Linked DNA regions of Sus scrofa: region 2 is linked to region 1. Evidence: chromatin contacts called from public HiChIP or PLAC-seq data. All regions are on one chromosome and are shown on one strand. The core of a region is the stretch at or near the end of the contact, and the rest is flanking DNA. Distances in the headings are between cores, read along the strand shown.

Region 1 (5,902 bases), core at 994-3,493:
AAAAAATCTACCGTATTTCACAATAGCTAGAACAGTGATCTAACAGATAAATCCTCCATAAAGCAATCTCTCTTCAGCATGGTATCTAAATTTCCTGAAATCTCTCAAAGGAGTCTGAAGATGTTAACTTCTTCACTCCAATGTGCCAATTAGTAAATAGTGGCCCCACACCCCTTCCGACCAATTTTTCAGAAGCCTAACCTGGCTTTTCAGATTAGCTAAGCAGACAGACCTGTTTTCCTCCAGAAGCTCCTGCCACTGCCTTTTCTGCCCTGCTAGTTAGAGCCTGGGAAAATCTCCTCCAGCTTTTAGCTGACCAGTCACCAGAAGTTCAAAAAATAAATTCATCCAGGTTCTCTGAATCCTTCTTTCCCCTGACATGTGTCAACAGCCGGGCAATAAAATACCACCTCTTGGTTACAGAAAGATGCAGAATACCTGGAAGGCCTAGCACTTAGCACGGAGGGGAAGAAAAAAGATGGAGGGATGCAAGAGTCATTAAGACAAGCCTACTGCACGCATCGCAGGTAACGAGAGCCCTGGTCCCGCAAAGCCTGTGAGGGAGGCTCCCTTGGCTGGGCCCTCCACCCGGCAGGCCACACCTGTCTAATGCCAACAGCCTGGTGGCCACTCAGTTTTAAAGAATTCAAACAGATTTCCAGCAGGGTGGCAACACTGGGCACCCCCTCCCTTCTCCAAGCAAAATCAAGAGTCCTAATCCAAACATCACTTGGCCCCAATTTTCTTTCTTTTCGCACTCTTTGTCTGGGAGACATCGCTTGGTCAAGTTGGACCCCTCTCTCTGTTCCAGGTAAGGCAAGCACAATGCAGCAGGAAAAGAAAGGAAGCACCCAGGCCGACTTGCTATAAAGCCAGACCAGACCTCTCTGAGGCTGAGGATGCCAATGAATGGGACTTGAATAAGCATCCACAAGTGAACCAACGCCTGAAGTCCTAATACGCCCAGCTCCGCAGCCTCTCAGGAAGCCTCTTTTCTATAGGGTAGGGATCCCATTCATCCCTTGGCTTCGGGAATCAAAGGGAAGACAGATTCAGGTCGCGCACTCCACCTCCAAATCCCCGCACGCGCGCGAAGGTGTGGGGCGCCCCGGCGCGCCCTCCCTTGAACTCCACCCTCCGAGGCCTCCACCACCCGCAGACTCACCACTGTGCGAGCTGAACCACCTGGGTGCGATGTGCAGAGGTAGAGCATCCGCCAGCGAGGCTCGGGAGCCCAGGTACAGCATCCCGTCTCTATGGTGACCGCCGCCCGTCTCCTGGTAACCATTGCCGTGGGCATAGGTGGAGTCGGACGCCGACCCTCCGCCGCCGGGCGCCCTCTCCGAGTCGCCGGTGCCCCGGGAGGCGGGGGTGTAGAGGCCAAAGGGCACCCCCCCGGCCGTGCTGGGGTCCATGCCCATGCCCGCCACCGAGCTGACCGAGCGGCTGCGCAGCCCCATGGCCCCGCCGCCTGCCCGGTAGTGCCCAAAGTGGGGCGCCCCTCCCGGCGGGGGCACGGCGCTGTCATCGGTGGAGACCCCAGGGAAGGGGCCCCGAGAACGAGCCGCCGTGCTCTGCTTGCCCCCCATGCTCGCCCGGGCCCCGGTGGGGCGGGAACCTGGAGGCCGAGACCCTCCCCCACTTCTCAGCAACCGGGGGAGGGTTGGGCGAGCATAAAGGGGGAGGGAGTCAAAAAGGAGACTGGGAGGTGGAAAAGGACAAAAAAAAAGAAAAAGAGAAAAGAAAACCCGCGGGGCGGAAGAGGCAGGCGGGCGGGGATCCCAAACTAAGAATTTAAACCGATCCAAGCCAAACGCATGTTTCCCCTCAAGGTCCAAAGAGGCGCAGTCCGCCGCGGGCTCGGCGCGCCACAGGCCGCCCCCGGGTTCCCGAAAGCCGGGGGAGCCGCAGGGAAGGAGGGAGGGAGGCGGCGGGCGAGCAGGCGGGCGGGCGCAGGGAGGCGCCGGAGGAGGCCGCCCGCCCGAAAGCAGGAGGCGGAGGAGGGCTGGGGGCGCCGGGCGCGTCCCCCGCCTCAGGACGCCGCGACCATGGACGGCGGCCCGGACCCCTCCAGGCCTCGGGAGGGCCGCGGCGCTGGGAGGCCAGACAGAGCTCGGGAAGCGGTGATAGCGTCGCGTCGCGCCCGCTCCAGCAGCCGCCGCCTTCCCGGCGAGCCGCGCCGCCCTGCTTGGTCCGGGACTGCGCTCTCCGGCGCTCCTCGCCGCCGTGGAGACAATGGAGGGCGGCAGAGCGCAGGCGCGGCCCGCGCCCCCTCCCCCCTCCCCCTCCCGCCGGGTTAACCCTTTCCCCGCCCCTGCGGCGCAAGGCCGCGGGCGCCCGAGAAGTCCCACCCACCCAATCCGCCCTGACCTGAGGGGCCTGAGCCATGGGGCGTCGGGACCAAAAGCTAGGCGTCTTTTCAAAGCAAGCACTCTTTAAGCCCCCGAAAGTAGCCGCTTACTGGGAAAGGAGGGAACCTACCTGGGGGGCGAGGGGCGGCCATGGTTCCAGGGGTGGGAAGGAAACCCAAGGAAGAAAAAAAATTACTCGAGACGCCTACCTGGCTCTGAGGGTCAGCGGTCAAGCTCCCCACCCGGCGCAAATTTGCCCCCACAGCACCCTCTGGTGGACATGCTATGCGTTCTATCTGAGGTTCCTCATCCAAGAACCCCTAAAAATCAGGAAACTTAGGAGTTCCCGCTGTGGCGCAGTGGTTAACGAATCCGACTAAGAACTATGAGGTTGCGGCTTCGATTCCTGGCCTTGCTCAGTGGGTTAGGGATCTGGCATTGCCGTGAGCTGTGGTGTAGGTCGCAGACGCGGCTCGGATCCTGTATTGCTGTGGTTCTGCGTAGGCCGGTGGCTACAGCTCCGATTTCACCCCTAGTCTGGCAATCTCCATGTGCCGCGGGAGCGGCCCTAGAGAAGGCAAAAAAAAAAAAAAAAAAAAAAAAAAAAAAAATCAGGAAACTTAGCATTTGGGGAATTCTTAGTTGTTGGGGGTAAATGGAGCACCGGGGCCCTTGTGACTCCAGTTTTTGCTGACAGTAGATCAGAACTTTCTATTTTGTCCTTAATCAAATGGATAGATTCCTTAGCTAAAATGTGATTCTGATGATCATTAGATGTATGATAAAAAGTGAAAAGATATGGACATGAGATGGAATAATACAGCTAGAACTAGTGATTTTAGAAACACTCTAGTTCACGGTGGGACCCCTGTTTTGTTCACCATTTATCTTGGCATGCACCACAGGGTCTATCACAGAGCCGGTACTCAATAAAGATTTGCTGACCAAGTCTGAATTTTGCAATCTCTCTTATTCTCACTAACATTCATTCATTCATTCATTCAGCACCTTTTCTTTTCTTTTCTTTTTTGGCCACGGGTGGCGTGTGGAGTTCCTGGACCAGGGATTGAATCTGAGCCAGAGTTGCAATCTATGCCACAGCTACAGTAATGTTGGATCCTTAACCCATTGCTGGGGGCAGGGGCTTGAATCCACACACCCCACACACATAGCTGCAAAGCCGCCAGTGCAGCCATGGATCCTGTTTGCGCTACAGGGAAAGCTCAGTATCTATCAAATGCTGAGTGCTGGCTATGAGCATCATTTAGTTCCTGGCCTGACTTCCTTGCTCTAAATGTCCCCCAGATATTTCCCAATCAAGGAGTCAAAACAAGGGAGTTCCCTTTGTGCCTCAGCAGGTTACGAATCTGACTAGGAACCATGAGGATGCCGGTTGGATCACTGGCCTCACTCAGTGGGTTAAGGATCTGGCTTTGCTGTGATCTGTGATGTAGGTCACAGACTCAGCTTGGATCCCACGTTGCTGTGGCTTATGGCATAGGCCGGCAGCTGCAGCTCTGATTTGACCCCTAGCCTGGGCACTTCCATATGTCACATGTGCAGTCCAGAAAAGAAAAAAAAAAAAAAAAGAGTCGAAACAAGGTGTAAAGAAATATTGAAAGAAAACCAGTAAAAGAAAGGTTGGTCTTGAGGTTCCCATTTGGTTCAGTGGTTAACAAACCTGACTAGCATCCATGAGGATGCGGGTTTGATCCCTGGCCTCACCCAGTGGGTTAAGGATCCAGCGTCGTGTTGAGCTCAGGTGTAGGTTGCAGACGTGACTTGGATCCCGTGTTGCTGTGGCGTAGGCCGACAGCTGTAGCTCTGATTAGACCCCTAGCCTGGGAAACTATGTGCTGCAGGTGCGGCCCTAAAAAGACAAAAGCCAAAAAAAAAAAAAAAAAAGAAAGAAAGAAAGGTTGGTCCATCATAGGTATTAATTGCCCCCGTAGGACCAGCTTGGAAAGAAACAGGAAGGAGGGAGTTCCCGTCGTGGCGCAGTGGTTAATGAATCCGATTAGGAACCATAAGGTTTCAGGTTCGGTCCCTGGCCTTGCTCAGTGGGTTAACGATCCAGCGTTGCCGTGAGCTGTGGTGTAGGTCACAGACGTGGCTTGGATCCTGCGTTGCTGTGACTCTGGCGTAGGCCGGGGGCTACAGCTCCGATTCGACCCCTAGCCTGGGAACCTCCATATGCCGCGGGAGCGGCCCAAACAAAATAGCAAAAAGACAAAAAAAAAAGAAACAGGAAGGAGGAGAGAGGCTTTTTTCAAGCAGGGAGTGCTTGGAGGTGAGCAAAAAGCCCTGTAGAACAAAGTTGAGATTTCTGAATGAGAAATAACATAGGAAAAAGATGTTTTAATACCCAGGAATTTATCTGTGGGTGCCTATATGGGGAACTTGTGTACACCTAAGATCCAAATGAGTCATCAGAAGAAAAACAAGAAAGTTTAAGTTTAACCCAACTTCCTCCCTGAAGAAAGAAAATGGAGGGAGTTCTCGCCATGGCTCAGCAGAAACGCATCTGACTAGTATCCATGAGGTTGCAGGTTCCAACCCTGGCCTTGCTTAGTGGGTTAAGGATCTGGCATTACCGTGAGCTATGGTGTAGATCACAGACGTGGCTCAGATCTGGCATTGCTGTGGCTATGGCATAGGCCAGTAGCTGCAGCTCTGATTCAACCCCTATCCTGGGACCCTCCATATGCCGTGGGTGTGGCCCTAAAAGGACAAAAAAAAAAAAAGAAGAGGGAAAGTTCAGAACTGTGCAGAAGAGGTTACTAGATCCATTGACAGATCTCTATTGGGGAGACAAATACACAATCAATAAATATTGTAACCAATATTGTAACTAACTAGCTTTTGATTTATTATTCATTCAACACTTTTTAAAAAATATTGAATTCTGGAGTTCCCATCATGGTGCAGTGGTTAACGAATCTGACTAGGAACCATGAAGTTGCAGGTTCGATCCCTGGCCTTGCTCAGTGGATTAAGGATCCGGCGTTGCCGTGGGCTGTGGTGTAGGTCGCAGCCGCAGCTCGGATCCTGTGTTGCTGTGGCTCTGGCGTAGGCTGAGATTTGACCCCTAGCCTGGGAACCTCCATATGCAGAAACGGCAAAAAAAAAAAAAGACAAAAAAAAAAAATTGAATTCTGGAGTTCCCTTGTGGCACAGCAGGTTCAGTATTCACCAATATCACTGCAGTAGCTTGGAAGACTGCTAAGGTATGGGTTCAATCCCTGACCCAGGAACTTCCACTTGCCACGGGCATGGCCAAAAAAAAATTTTTTTTAATGTTGAACAAAGCATGAATTTCTTTTTTTTTTTTTTTCAGTCTTTTTAGGGCGCCCCTGCAGCATATGGAGGTTCCCAGGCTAGAAGTCAAATCAGAGCTACAGCCACCAGCCTGTGCCAGAGCCACAGCAACACAGGATCCGAGCCATGTCTGCGACCTACACCACAGCTCACGGCAATGCCAGATCCTTAACCCACTGAGCAAGGCCAGGCATTGAACCCGCAACCTCGTGTTTCCTAGTCGCATTCATTTC
Region 2 (5,902 bases), core at 2,117-4,616, 260 kb after region 1:
GCAAATGCTGTTATTTCGTTCCTTTTAATGACTGAGTAATGTTCCATGGTGTATATGTACCACATCTTCTTGATCCACTCCTCTGCCGATGAACATTTAGGTTGTTCCCATGTCTTGGCTATTGTATATAGTGCTGCAGTGAACATTGGAATACCTGTATCTTTTCAAGTCATGGTTTTCTCTGGATAGATGCCCAGGAGTATGGTTCCATATTAATTTTAGAGTTGTTTTTCTATACCTATAAAAAATGACATTGGGATTTTGATAGAGATTGCATTGAATCTGTAGAATGCATTGGATAGTACATACTTTTTTTTTTTTTTTTTTTTTTTTGGTCTTTTCTAGGGTCACACCTGCTGCATATGGAAGTTCCCAGGCTAGGGGTTGAATCAGAGCTACAGCTGCTGGCCTGTGCCACAGCCATGCCAGATCCAATCCGCATCTGTGACCTACACCACAGCTCACAGCAATGCCAGATCCTTAACCCACTGAGTGAGGCCAGAGATCGAACCCGCAACCTCATGGTTCCTAGTCAGATTCGTTAACCACTGAGCCACAACAGGAACTCCAGTACATACATTTTAATAAGATTAAGTCTTCCAATACATGAACACTGGATATGTTTCCATTTATTTTTAGCTTGTTTAATTTCCTTCATCAGTGTTCTTAGAGTTTTCAGTGTATAAGTCTTTTACCTCCCTTGTTGATTTATTCCTAAGTATCTTATTCTTTTTGGTGCTATTGGAAATGGCATTGTTTTCCTAATTTCTTTTTCAGACTATTTGTTTTTAGTGTATAGAAACACAGCTGATTTTTGCATGTTGATTTTGTATCCTGCAACTTCACTGAATTCATTTATTAGTTCTAACACTTTGAGGGGTTTTTTTGGTGTTTGTTTTTGCCACACCCCATGGCCTGCAGAAGTCCTCAGGCCAGGGGTTGAATCTGCATCACAGAAGCAACCTGAGCCACAACAGTACTGGATCCTTAACTGCTAAGCCATCAGGGAATTCCTGGATGTTTTTTTCTTGGCTAATTGCTCTGACCAGCACTTCCATTGTGTGTTGAATAGAAGAGGACATCCGGAGTTCCCCATCGTGGCTCAGTGGTTAATGAATCCGACTAGGAACCATGAGGTTGTAGGTTCCATCCCTGGCCTTGCTCAGTGGGTTAAGGATCCAGCGTTGTTGTGAGCTGTGGTATAGACTGCAGACTCAGCTTGGATCCCTCATTGCTGTGGCTCTGGCGTAGGCTGGCAGCTACAGCTCCGATTGGACCCCTAGCCTGGGAACCTCCGTATGCCGTGGGTGCAGCCCCAGAAAAGGAAAAAGACAAACAAACAAACAAAAAGAAGTGGACATCCTTACATTGTTCCTGGTCTTGCAGGAGAGTGTTCTCTTTTTCACCATTAACTATGATGTTAGCTGTGGGCTTGTCATAACTGGCCTTAATTATGTTGAGATAATTTCTTTCTATTCCTAATTTGTTGACAGTTTTTATCACTAAAGAGCGTTGGATATTGTGACATGCTTTTTCTGCACCCACTGAGATGATCATATGTTTTTATCCTTTTTGTGTTAACGTGGTGCATCGCATTAATTGATTTTCATATGTTGAAGTGTTCTTGCATCCCAGGAATAAATCCCACCTGGTCAGAGTGTATGATCCTTTTCCTGTGTTGTTGGATGAGGTTTGCTGGTAGTTTGTTGAGGATTGTTGTATCTGTGTTCATCAGGAAGATTGGCCTGTGCTTTCTTTCTTTTGGTCTCTTCGTCTTGCTTTGCTATCAGGATAATGTTGAACTTGTAAAATGAGCTTCAAATCATTCTTTCCTATTCAGTTTTTTGCAAGAGTTTGAGAAGGATTAGTGTTAATTTATTTATTTTATTTATTTTATTTATTTATTTTGTCTTTTTGCTATTTCTTGGGCCGCTCCCACGGCATATGGAGGTTCCCAGGCTAGGGGTCCAATCGGAGCTGTAGCCGCCAGCCTACGCCAGAGCCACAGCAACGGGGGATCCGAGCCGCGTCTGCAAGCTACACCACAGCTCACGGCAACGCCGGATCGTTAACCCACTGAGCAAGGGCAGGGACCGAACCCACAACCTCATGGTTCCTGTCGGATTCGTTAACCACTGCGCCACGACGGGAACTCCTAATTTATTTTTAAATATTTGATTAGTGAAGCCATCTGGCTCTTGGCTTTTCTTTTTTTGGGAGGTTTTTGATTTCTGATTCAATCTCCATTACAAGTCTGTACCAACTTGTTATTTTTTCATGATTTAGTCCTGGTAGGCTGTATGTTTCTAGGAATTTATCTAATTTCTTCTATTTTGTTGGCTTGTAATTGTTCATCACAGTCTCTTTTGATCCTTTCTATTTCTGTGACATCAATTGTAGTGTCTTTTACTTATGATTCCATTCGTTTGAATATTCTCCCTTTTTTTCTTAGTCTAGCTAAGAATTTGTTTGCTTATCTTTTTTTGTCTTTTTGCCTTTTCTAGAGCTGCTCCCACAGCATATGGAGATTCCCAGGCTAGGGGTCCAGTCAGAGCTGTAGCCGTCGGCCTACGCCAGAGCCACAGCAATGCGGGATCCGAGCCGCGTCTGCAAACTACACCACAGCTCACGGCAACGCCGTGTCCTCAACCCACTGAGCAAGGCCAGGAATGGAACCCACAACCTCATGGTTCCTAGTCGGATTCGTTAACCACTGTGCCACGACGGGAACTCCTTTCTATGTTTTTGGATTTTCTATTTCATTTATTTTTGCTTTTATATTTGTCATTTCCTTCCTTCTGCTAATTTTTGGCTTAGTTCTTTTTCTAGTTCCTCAACATGTGAAGTTTGGTAGTTTGAGGTCTTTCTTCTTTTTTATATAGGTATTTATTGCTATGAAAGTCCCTCTTAGGGAGTTCCTGTCGTGGCTCAGTGGTTAACAAACCCTACTAGTATCCATGAGGACTCGGGTTCGATCCCTGGCACTGCTCAGTGGGGTAAGGATCCATCATTGCCGTGAGCTGTGGTGTAGGTTGCAGACTCAGCTCAGATCTGGTGTTGCTGCGGCTGTGGTGTAGGCCAGCAGCTGTAGCTCTGTTAGACCCCTAGCTTGGGAACCTCCATATGCCGCAGCTGCGGCCCTAAAAAGACAAAAGACAGAAGAAGAAAAAAAAAGAAAAAGGAGTTCTCATCATGGCGCAGTGGAAACCAATCTGACTAGAAACCATGAGGTTGCAGGTTCGATCCCTGGCCTCGCTCAGTGAGTTAAGGATCCGGCATTGCCGTGAGCTGTGGTGTAGGTCACAGACACGGATCGGCTCTGGCGTTGCTGTGGCTCCGGTTAGACCCCTAGCCCAGGAATCTCCATACGCCGAGAGTGCGCCCCTAAAAAAAAAATTTTTTTTTTAAGACTCTTTGTCACCTAACTGGTGATCTATCCAGAGCAAAACAGAAGCTGCCTCTTGCTCCAGAGCTTCATGCTCTCCAGCTGCCCACAGAATCTGGCCGAAGCTAGTCTCCGCTGATGCCATATCCTTGTTGAGCTTCCTCCACCCCAACCCCAGCCCTACCTTACTCTATCCTGAAAGCCTTCCTTCAGTGAATCACATGCGCCTGATTCTCTTTCTCAGACTCTGCTTCTAGAGAACCTGACCTAAGATAAGAGGAAAACGGATGATGCAACAGATGGAGGCCGAGAGCAGGGGAACTCGAATAAACACATCAACAGCCCCAGACATCCTCCACCAGGTCTTCATCCAAAAAGTCTTCTCATACAATCCAATTCTATCCTGTAGCGGAAGCAGACTGATGAGTAAATGAATGACCTTCCTTCTGTACTTTCTAGCTGGGGACACAGCTACCGGCTGTAAAACATGACACATCAAAACACAAATCTCTGCCATGACCTCCGAGAAGGAAGGTCATTTAAGTGTATCTCTTCCTTCACTCCCTTCCTCCACCCCCAATATTTTCATACAGCGAAGCAGACACAAGAAACTTCTCTCCAGCTCTCAGTGCTTTGCTCATCTAATCTTTCCCATACTTTGTCCTGATGAAAATCCTTTCCTGAGCTCTTGTTCTTTTCTGAATCCCCAGCCCTAAGGAGAGCGCCCGGGCACCAGGAGGGTGCTGTAAACAGTTCCTGACGGAATTGGGGAAGGAGGGGAGTGTGAAAAGGGCAGGAGGAGGATACCAGGAGGAACCACCGGGAAAGGGCTTTGAGGGAGCCAAGGCCCCCTGAGCCCGTTGGCTGCAAGCGCCTTGTGAAAGCGCAGAGGCGGCGGCGTGTCGGACTTCCCAGCCCTCGGGCGGGCTCCAGACCGCGAAGCGGCGGCCGAACCAGCGGATTGGGGGCCCGCCCGCAGAGGCGGGGCTCAGTCCAGAACCCCGGCTTCCCCGGAAAGGAAAGGCCTGCCAGTTCCCCGGCGGCGTCCCGAGCAGCCTAACGCAGCCAGAGGGAGCGCGGGGCGCGCGGCACCCACAGCCACAGCCGAGGGCAGGGGGCGCTGGGACGCGGCCCTTTCCAGGGGCTTCGGGTTCGAAGACTTCTTCCCCCAGAAGGAAGGCAGTCGTCTGAGAAGCCGAGGCGTCTTCCCGGAAACCGTGCACGGGACGCCCTCGGGAAGGACGAAGGTGAGTCCGGGGGGCTTCCCGGGACGCGCGCGGTCCCCGGAGGCGGCGGGGCAGAGGGGCGCAGCCGGATTCCCGGGCAGAGCCGGGAGAAGCGGGGCGGGAGGCGGGGGTGACTCCCAGTCCCATTTCCTGGAACTCGGGACAGAGTTGGTTTCTCTCCTCCGCTCTGAGGGTGAAGCCGCCCACTTGGGTCTCTAATGACTTTCTACAAAAGACGCGGCGGAGAGCTGGCATCCGGGCGCTGTCGTGGTGGACGGGTCTGGGGAACCCGGCTTAGAATTGTCCAAGCCGCCCTCGGCGCTCCACGCCAGGCTGAAGGTGGAGAAACGGCCAAGAGAGAGGGTCCGGATTGCTGATTCATGAACTTTTCCGGTGCCTATTTTAGGCACAAAGAGAGAAACCTGGTATAAAATGTCATCAGAAAAGTGCTTGATGCCATTTTTGTGGAGAGGAGGAGGAAATTAGAGTTCTTTCTGAATTTATACTGTTACTACCATTTTAAGATTTTTCACTTTTAAAATCAGTAACTTTGGAGTTTCCTGATGACCTAATGGGTTAAGGATCTGGCGTTGTCTCTGCTGTGGCATGGGTTCAATCCCTGGCCTGGGAAATTTCACGGGGTGGGGGGGGGGCACAGCCAAAAAATAAAATTAGTAATTTTTACCCCTCGTTTTTTTCTGCAAGTAATATATGAACATATTCTTAATACAGTTGTTAGCAGTTTTACATAGTATAAATAGCACCTCAATGAGCATCTTAGTATTGCTCTATCTGTATACATTTGAGCTTTTCTAAAGCACAAGTTCTTAGAAATTCACATTAAGTATATATGTATTTATATTCCCTTTCATCCTCTTGGTATCTTTATCATATATTCAATAAGCCCTAAACAATTGTAGTTATTAAAATTTTCTTTTATTTTTTTGCTTTTTTTTAGGGCCGCACCCACGGCGTTTGGAGATTCCCAGGCTAGAGGTCACATCGGAGCTACAGCTGCAGGCCTACACCAGAGCCACAGCAACGCCATATCCGAGCCGCACCTGCAACCTATACCACAGCTCACGCCAAGGCTGGATCCTTAACCCACTGAGCGAGAACCTGCAGCCTCATGGTTCCTAGTCGGATTCGTTTCTGCTGCGCCACGACAGGAACTCCAAGTTATTAAAATTTTAATATCTTACAGGTAAGTCCCCTTTTTATTACAAAAATCCTGGTTATCACTACAAATTTCCTCTTTCAGATGAACTTTAGGATCCTTTAGTTTTGATAC

What was found. HiChIP or PLAC-seq counts read pairs in DNA pulled down with a chosen protein or histone mark.
Region 2: a contact with region 1 is called in an H3K27ac HiChIP or PLAC-seq map of alveolar macrophages. The contact joins the promoter of MLKL here to the promoter of ZNRF1 in region 1. A contact is called at or near these places in 1 of 47 Hi-C or Micro-C datasets (embryonic fibroblasts) and 1 of 2 datasets of contacts at active chromatin or transcription factors (alveolar macrophages).

Annotation. Positions count from the first base shown.
Region 1 is chr6:12,666,564-12,672,465 of Sscrofa11.1, forward strand. It overlaps ZNRF1 (a long non-coding RNA gene), which reads right to left and starts at 2,244. Exons shown (of 5, transcript XR_002344499.1): 1 at 1,166-2,244.
Region 2 is chr6:12,920,480-12,926,381 of Sscrofa11.1, forward strand. It overlaps MLKL (mixed lineage kinase domain-like protein), which reads left to right and starts at 3,367. Exons shown (of 11, transcript XR_002344504.1): 1 at 3,367-4,632.